2 separate regions of the Mus musculus genome follow, and region 2 is linked to region 1. A link is a contact called in public HiChIP or PLAC-seq data. All regions are on one chromosome and are shown on one strand. The core of a region is the stretch at or near the end of the contact, and the rest is flanking DNA. Distances in the headings are between cores, read along the strand shown.

Region 1 (4,260 bases), core at 708-3,207:
CCAGGAGATTTCCACTTTGAAGTCAGTCTGGGCTAAATCACTGGGCTGTGGATATGGCTTAGTAATTAAGAGCATGCACACTGCCCTTGCAGCTCTTGCAGAGGACCCTAGTTTGGATCCCAGTACCAATGGAGGGCAGCTGACAACTGACTGTAAATCCAGCTCTGATCTCTCTGGGCACTGCACTCATGTGGCCAAACCCACACACAGGCCCATAATCGATACAATACAGTACAATACAATACATTACAATACAAAGCAATACAAAGCAATACAGTACAATACAATACAATACAATACAATACAATACAATACAATACAATACAATACAATACAATACATTTTTTACAAGAAAAGATAGGAGAAGGGTGTGCTCCATGTTGAGACACAGAAATTCCATTATGCAGCTAACATAGTTGTAAACAGCCTTGAAGCCAAGCATGACTGCATTAAAATACTTAAGAGATGGATTTGGAGTAGTTACATTGACTTTCAGTAAAATCTAATTAACTATAAGTTTGCATCAGTTTATTTGCAATAATAGTTACATTTAATTTAACAAACAGCTTGCCAGATCACCATGAAGTTGACAAAGTCATCTCCTGAGCCACTTGCTGGGTGCTGGTCTGACAGACTCTAGGTCACCTGTGACACCCAGCCACTGTGACTTAAGCCATAGATAGGATCCTAAGTCATGGGATCGAGTCTTGGGACATCTTGATTTCTTTGGTGAGGGCTTTGGGGATCTGCTGGCTAGCACATTTCATCTCAGTATGAAGATGAATTAGAATCAACTTGTTAGCACACCTTAAGAAAGATGGAGGGCTGAGATGTGACCTGTTAGTAGAGTCTTCACTTAGTACCCATGACACCCATGAGTACCCATGAGTATCCATGAGGTTCTATCCTCAACTCAGGAAAATAAAACAAACAAAAAAGTTATAGCAGAAATGTCACCTCAAATTGCCTAGTGAACAATTTTTTTTGAAGTGAATGAATAAGTTAGAAAACTTCACTGAGCAATCTAGCTCTAATCTAACACCTGGATGAGTACTGATATCTTTTGGATCCTCCCTCCCTCCCTCCCTCCCTCCCTCCCTCCCTCCCTCCCTTCCTTCCTTCCTTCCTTCCTTCCTTCCTTCCTTCCTTCCTTCCTTCCTTTGGTTTCAGGACCTGGAACAAGAGACTGAAGTGCATAACTTACATACCAAAGCAGACTAGGCCTCCAGGTTCTCCCAGCATTCCTCAGTTCCTACCTGGTACACCCTGCCCCCAACCCTGAACTTTCCACCCCAGAGGCTCCTCCCTATATAATAATCCAGACATGTTGGTCTCTATTCCTTTCCTCTCTCTCTCTTCTCTCTATGCTCATACCCTTTCTCTCTTTCTCTGTCCCCCATCCCTCCCAATGGCAACTCCTCTGGCCTCAATTCCCAATAAACCTGCCTTTAATATGATCTAATCTAATCTGGTTTGAATTGGCTCATTTCACCAGCGGCAAAGAACTAACCTATCACCTTTCTCTCTTTTCCCTGAGAAGGCACTAGAAGCAGCTGTCCACCAAGGGAAGCAGTTCTCTGTGTAAGGACCCAGCCCCCTCCACTTTCAGTATCCTTCCCAGTGGCTCAAAATGCATGTGGGACCAATGCTCTGGGAAGCAGTGAGCAGAAGTCAGGACTCGGTTTTTGTGAAATCTTAGACCTGGAAGCCAGTTGAGTCCCCCTGACTTGAGGTATCTTTGAGCTCTAAACACACAGGGACAGCCAGCTACCTGTCAACACTGCCATTAAACCTGACCGTGGGACTAAAGCAGGGTCCCAGAAGTCACATCTGTTATTGTTCTGCTTTGTTACTTCAGGACAACAGTGCCTGTGTCTTCCTCCTCCTCACTAGATTTCACCACACCCTTGCCTCGGAGGCCAGGGAAACACAATGCCCTTCAAGTTCTAGCTGAAGGACACTGGACTTTGCACAGAAGTGGCTGCTCCTGCAGTGTGCGGAGGAGTGGGTAGGGTGGGGCTGGCTCGGAATCCACTCTCTAGCCTGAGGCACTTGCATTAAGTCCATTGTTTATTCATGAGCTGTTGTTTTTATAAATTTATAGAGTACATCCTTTGCCGTAGGCAGGCTATATTATACACTTTACAAAGCAGAGACTCTCCTCTCTCAAATTCTTAGATAATTTGAAAGCACCATGCTTGGTGGATAGCACTGTTCTTGAAGTGTTTGTTCTTAACTTGGTCACTCCCATAAAAAACTGCAGGTGACTTGCAGGCTTCATGTTCAGCAAGCCCAATTTTTTGTTTTTATTTGTTGTCTTTTGTTTGTTTTTAAATCACAAAGGCAAGGATAGGTGGGTCCTTTTTTTCTCTCTCTCTCATTATGCAATTTTGCCTCAAAATGCTTAGGCTTTCAAACTCTTCCTAAGAATCTCGTCTTCAACAATTCCAGAAATGCCAGTCAGGCAACTCTGAACTTCGTGTAATCACAAATGATGGCTCAAAGCCCCGAACTTATCTCCTGTACAACACAAGGCCCAACTGTGCCTTGGGACAATGAACAATGTGCTCCACGGTAACACGTTAGATGGTGCGTGAGTGTCAGCTACTGAAGCACACAGGGGATGGTCGGTTAAGAACCCCCTCTCCCACCCCACCACACACACACACACACACACACACACACACACACACACACATGAGAATCACTCCGAACAGCCAGGGGATGAGGGAAATGGCTCTTTAATAAGGCTGGCCTGTTTCTGCCTAACCTCCTAGGGAAAGTAGCCATGAACAGACAATGTTAGCAGTTTCTATAAATACTCAATGTTCCACACAGGCTATCCTCTTTGAGTCTCTTTTAGGTCCTGACTTTAAACTGTTAAGCGGAGACAAAAGACTTCGAGTCTGGCTGTTCCAACAAGTAGAAGATTTACACAGCAAAGATACTGTCACGATTACTTTTGAAGTGAACCGGTATTGTTCTTTTCTGGTAGTTCTTACCCAGGGTCAGGACCGCCTGCCTGCCTGCCTGCCTGCATCTCTGCCTGTCAGAATTAGGTCTTTCCCTGATAAACACAAAGCAGCACAGGACCATGGCTGGGACCCTGCTGCTCCCTGGGAATGGCCTGCTAAAGGCATGTTCTTTTATATGGGAATGAGCCGGATGCGCTGTGAGCCAGGGATGCCTTCTTTAGTCCTGGGAACAGGACCTAATTAGGAGCAATCTTAGTCAACAAATTAACAGAAATATATTCTCACCAAACCTAATCTCAGCTTATATTAGACGTACAGCCTTTTCCTCTCTAGTTGCTGACAAGCTTAGCTAGTTCCTACTTATGTTCGAGTTACATTAGAGGCAGCGCTCCTTCAGCTGGATCCTACTCTATCTCCGTAGTGAGGTTTTATTGTTTTTCTTATTTTGTTGCTTTTTTCAAAGGGCAAGCCATTAATCACTGAAGTCAACAGGAACTCAGAGAAGCCCCCAAAGGGAACGTTCCTAGGAGTCTTCCGTGAGGGCCATAGTGGAGAAGATCCTGCTTTAGGGATTTAGACCTTGACCTGCCTTTGAAAGCATCATTCATCTTTAATAATCCTCCCCACGGCTTCTCCTTTTAGAAGTTTTTGTTAATGGAATTTACATAATGGAAAGAAAAGCCAGGCTCATCCTGGGCAGAGGCATAGTTTACAAGAGGCCTCCTGTGTTTAATTTGTTTTGACGTTGATCCGTTGAGTTTGGGGGCCTGAGAGCTTTCTGAAGTTACGAACAGACTTGAGAGGCAGGCCCGGAACGTTAGATGGGAGATGTCTCAAGGCTCCTTGTACAACCTCTTCTCCACTGCGTTCATTGTGAATTCTGCATAGGTGCGGCCCATCCGGGAGCAAGGCTGTCCCTACTGGCATCTCTCAGTGATAGAAGGCGTCCTTCTGGAGAGAGCGTCTTCCAGAGCTTACCCTCCCACTGTGAACACGATACTCTGCTCTGTGCGGCGCCTTCATCTATATGCACACGTCCATGACTTTGCTATTATCACAAAACCTTCTTTAGTTCACTCTGGCCAGTGCAGACGTGTTCTTCTCACCCCCTGGGAGAAAGGAATAGAGTTTTCTAGAACCAACCGTGAGTGGCCACGGTCAGGGAGTACAGATTCTAGTTTCTCCAGGGGCTGTGTGCCAGTGTGATAATAAGGGACTAGAAGTCGGATCCCTTGATAGGTAGACTGATAGGTGTGGGTTCGAGTCCCACCTCGAGCTAGGTAAA
Region 2 (4,260 bases), core at 1,147-3,646, 220 kb before region 1:
ACAACCATCTGTAAGGGGATCTGATGTCATGTTCTGGTGTGTCTGAAGACAGCTACATAAAATAAATAAGTACATCTTTTTCTTTAAAAAGTTTATTTAGGCAAATAAGCATCTCCGAAGCATTTTTTAAATAAAATTCTTAATTTGTGTTTCAAGGATATTTAAGACACTATTGAGATAATGATGGATCTTTGCAAGCACAATGCAAACGAAACTGATGTTAAACCCACCAATCAACCCAGAAACTCGCCTTGAGAAAGCTTTTGGTTGTCAGTATGAGATGGGTCTTTGGAATTGGTGGGTTCTGACAGAGTGGTGTACCTGTGACAAAGGGCGGCACACTATGAAATGGTAAGGGATATAAGGCATACTGTATATGCTGTTTTAGTTGCATTCTTTAGCAGCTTAGAGTAGGAAGGTTTTATTCGACTTACATTTCCAGACCTCAGTCCATCATTAAAGGAAGTCAGGGTGAGAACTCAAGCATGAACTTGAAGCAGAAACCATGGAGGGCTGCTGCTTGCTGGTTCATCAGCAGGCTGTGCTTAGCTAGCTTTCTTGTACAGCCCAGGACCATCTGCCTAGGGAATGGTGCTACCCACAGTGAGCCAATTAGCAATCAAGACAATCCTCCACAGATATGCTTGCAAGCAAGTACAATATCCCTGATTGGAACAGTTGAGTCTCCTACCTCTGGTGACTCTAGGCTATGTCAAGTTTGGACAATTAAAGTTGACTAGGACATATGACATCAGATGAAAACAGAAAAAGCAACTTATACAAAAGTGTGCAGGTCTTTCCCTTACAGTAAAGAAACATAGTATTATATTCATTAGTTGCTTTTCATAAGTTAAGATAATTTTGCATTGGGAAATTATCCCTAGAAAACGAAATATAGAACCATCATATCATCTATTAATAACACACACACACACACACAGACACACACACACCCAGAGAGAGAGAGAAAGAGAGAGAGAGAGAAAGAGAGAGAGAGAGAGAGAGAGAGAGAGGTCACTGCAGTACTGTTCACTATTCACACTGGTTGTGCAACCAACCTGTGTCCATCAATGCAATATGCATAAGGAAAACAGGACATATATACACAATTGAATATACTATTCAGCCCTAAGAAAGGCAATCCTAACATTTGAGACAATTTAAATGAACCTGACATTATGGTATATGAAGAGGTTAGACAAAGAAAGGCAAATACATCATGACCTCAGTGATGTGTGGAATCTAAAAAATATGAGTTCAATACACACACACACACACACACACACGCACATGCACACACATATAGAGAGAGACAGAGACAGAGAGAGACAGAGAAAGAGTAGAACGGTGACTGGATTGTTGAAGGAGGAACTTTGGGGAGTGTCAGTGGAGGAAGACAAACATGATTGGACATAAAGAGTAACTTCAAGAGACTTACCACACGCTACAGCACCAGTATAGTAATAGTTAATATACATATTATGTTCTCAGAAAATGCTAAGAGTTTATATAGTCTCACTTCAAATACTAACTATGCAAAACAACACATACATTAATTAACCAAATTATTCATTGCACAATGTGTATATACTTTGGAATGGCATGCAGTACATGATAATTTATACAATTTTATCTGCCAATTAAAAATGGCTTTTGAGGTGAAGATTATTTTTGGATGAATCAAGATATTTTGGTTATTGTGTTCTAGCGCTGGCTGTGGGCGTGAGAAGAAATCCAGCACAAAAAATCTCTATTAGACGATGCCCTGGGTCACTATAGCGAGGCTCCATCTCCCTCACTGGTCTCTACAGGATACATATGTCTGAGGTGGCCTGGGAAAATTTATTTGTTTTACTTGCCTTTAAATTTCACGGAGTCCAGAAGGCACTTAAAGGAAGGAACTTAGATCACATGTGTCAGAATCCATCTAGTTTCTTGACAGTGAACCACCAGAGCCTGCTGCCTCTAAGAATTAGGGATAGAAAGTCACCTGCAATTTCAGAAAAAACAAAAAACAAAAAACAAAAAACAAGAGTGTTTGCTGAGGAGGGGAGGGAACCCACAGAGGGTTCCTGAGTGGGAAAGCCGCCAAGGAGCTGGAGTTGAGGACCGTGGGCATGGGAAGGCAGTGAGTACCATATCTGATGCTGAAGAAATGGAGCGCTGCTGGCTGAGTAGACCAGGAGCCTGAGAAACATCCCCGCTACTGAGATAGAAGCCAATGGTCTGAAAAAGAGATGGAGGGGAAAGGAAGGGAAGAGGTGTGAGCAGCCCGGAGAGGGGGAGACCTCGTGCACTTCAGGAGGTCGAAACCAAAAGGGAGACGAAGAAAGACAGATGTTTTTTGAGTTAAAGATGGAGTTCGCCCTCCAGGGTCACTAGAACAAAATGGCCTCAGTTAAGAGTCCACACCTAGACTTGGCACCACGAGGCTTCCTTATTCAGGAACAGAGAAGGAACATCGGAACACTGAGTTTCAGGTTGGGGGTGGAGTAACCGCTTTGAAATCAGAAGCAAAACTGGGAACCGCAGAGAGGTAAGGGGAACAGACCCTTTCACTTCCAAGTTGCTTTTAGTTTTGGTTTTTATCATAGCAAAAGAAAGCCAGGCAGAACTGTAAAGAAGGGAGAAAACTTGTCGAATCAGAGAAAATGTTTTATTGTCAGAAATTAGAGAGACAGAGACAGACAGGGGCAAGGGTGAGGGTAGGGGTTGGTTTTTCCTTAATGCAACTCGGAGAAATGTCTTTCCTATCCGGCTTCCAGAAGCTTCCTTGCCTGCGCGTTAGACCTGCTTCTGTGCTGAGTTTTTATATCCTGCCCAGGCTTGGTCACAGAAACCGCCCCGTGCCTCTCCTAGTTTCCACAGCTCCCAGGCACGCAGGTACTTTGGGCGGTGTCTGCACTTTTGCTTGGAGGAGTGCTCTGACCTCATGACTCAGCAGATGCCACGCTTAATTGGAGGTCTGGGAGGGGACGGTAGTTGGCTCCCTTGTGTTTCTCTCCAAAATGGTCCAAGTTTAACGGCTGCCTGTGCTGATCCTGAGCAGGTGTGTGATGGCTGAGAAGGCGTTTTCAGAGCATACAATAGCCTGTTTACCTGCTGTCTTCCCCTCCAACCCCCCTCCTTTAACTATTTCCTCCCTATCCTCCAGAGAGTCTGTCTGTGCCTGAGAATTAAGCTTTTGCCTTCACTTCGTTTTTATATATGGAATCTAATTAAACCTTTCAATTTGATTTTATGTGTGTCTGTATATGGTATATACATGAGGTGTGCACTCAACTGTGTTTGCCCATAGGCTGAAGGTCCATACCAGGTCTCCTCTTCTGGTTTCCATTTTATTCCCTGATACAACCCTCCCTAGATCATCATATCCTGAACTCACAGCCAGGAGAAACATATTTTCTTAATAAAGCACCTCTATTGTTATTGCTAGATCCTTAGTGTGTTTTCTGGTTATGGTAGATTTCAACTTATTTTTCTTGTTTCTCCTCCAGTCGGTGCTGATTGGTCAGTGTTTTCCACATGTTTTCTGGGATGCCTGTCTGACCTTGTCTGGCTGACCAGGCGCAGTGCTAGGGAGATCCTCTGTGTTTTTGAGGTAATTTTGGCTATGCTAAAGGTGTCTTGGAGTGGGGGCTTCCTGCCAGGTGCTCTCCTCTGCCTGTTAATTTTAGTCCAGTGCCCAGTCCCCCACTCTGTCTACAGAGCGTGCTAATCTCTGATTTAGGCTCTGATTTTCTGAATACCACATTGGGTCCCCTGGCCTCACCTCTATTCTGACTTGATTCCATTTGTGTAGTAGGTGTCACCTCCCAATTGCACCCTCTCTTTGAAGGAAAGACCTTTCAATGCACCCTCTCCTAGATGGAGAGAGAAAGTTACAGGACTCATAAGGCTCTCCCCGGGGCAATATACTATTAGAAATTGCTTGAGAGAGGAGACTCTTTGCAGGAGCCAGAGCTGTACATGGCGTTCCAAAGATGCCCCTCTGGCGAGTCCCGTGCTGGGGCTGGCTTTGAGTCATCTATGCTTCTATAAGGAGCATGCTCTTGTAAGTAAAGCACAGGAAGCCCACTGGTTCACCCACCTAAAGCTTGGGTGGAATTGCTTCTCTGCTCTGTCGATGGTACCCTACCTGGGGTTCATGTCTCCCCACATGAACAGAAAAAGTCACATAATACCTCCCACCCTGTTCCTCCCCGAAGACACTTTCTGCCATATTCTATCCATGAATCCAATGTAACTCCACCGTTCTCA

The links. HiChIP or PLAC-seq counts read pairs in DNA pulled down with a chosen protein or histone mark.
Region 2: a contact with region 1 is called in an H3K27ac HiChIP or PLAC-seq map of embryonic stem cells, with 6 read pairs. The contact joins the promoter of 1700067G17Rik here to the enhancer-like site in region 1. A contact is called at or near these places in 3 of 39 promoter capture datasets (the 3T3-L1 cell line, embryonic stem cells and liver), 2 of 484 Hi-C or Micro-C datasets (frontal cortex and nephron progenitors), 8 of 115 datasets of contacts at active chromatin or transcription factors (embryonic stem cells and extraembryonic endoderm stem cells) and 1 of 9 other capture datasets (embryonic stem cells).

The regions. Positions count from the first base shown.
Region 1 is chr1:88,798,343-88,802,602 of GRCm38.p6, reverse strand. No RefSeq gene overlaps it. Among named protein-coding and RNA genes, the nearest start is that of Platr5, 46 kb to the right of the region's middle. Within about 2 kb of position 1,957, at least 28 of the 459 cell types and tissues checked have an H3K27ac peak or open chromatin away from gene starts, as enhancers often do. A contact at or near this core is called in embryonic stem cells and extraembryonic endoderm stem cells, where this site is marked.
Region 2 is chr1:89,014,249-89,018,508 of GRCm38.p6, reverse strand. It overlaps 1700067G17Rik (RIKEN cDNA 1700067G17 gene), which reads right to left and starts at 2,396. Exons shown (of 3, transcript NR_040471.1): 1 at 2,137-2,396; 2 at 1,860-1,963. Gm34194 (a long non-coding RNA gene) reads left to right here and starts at 2,331. Exons shown (of 9, transcript XR_003947921.1): 1 at 2,331-2,536.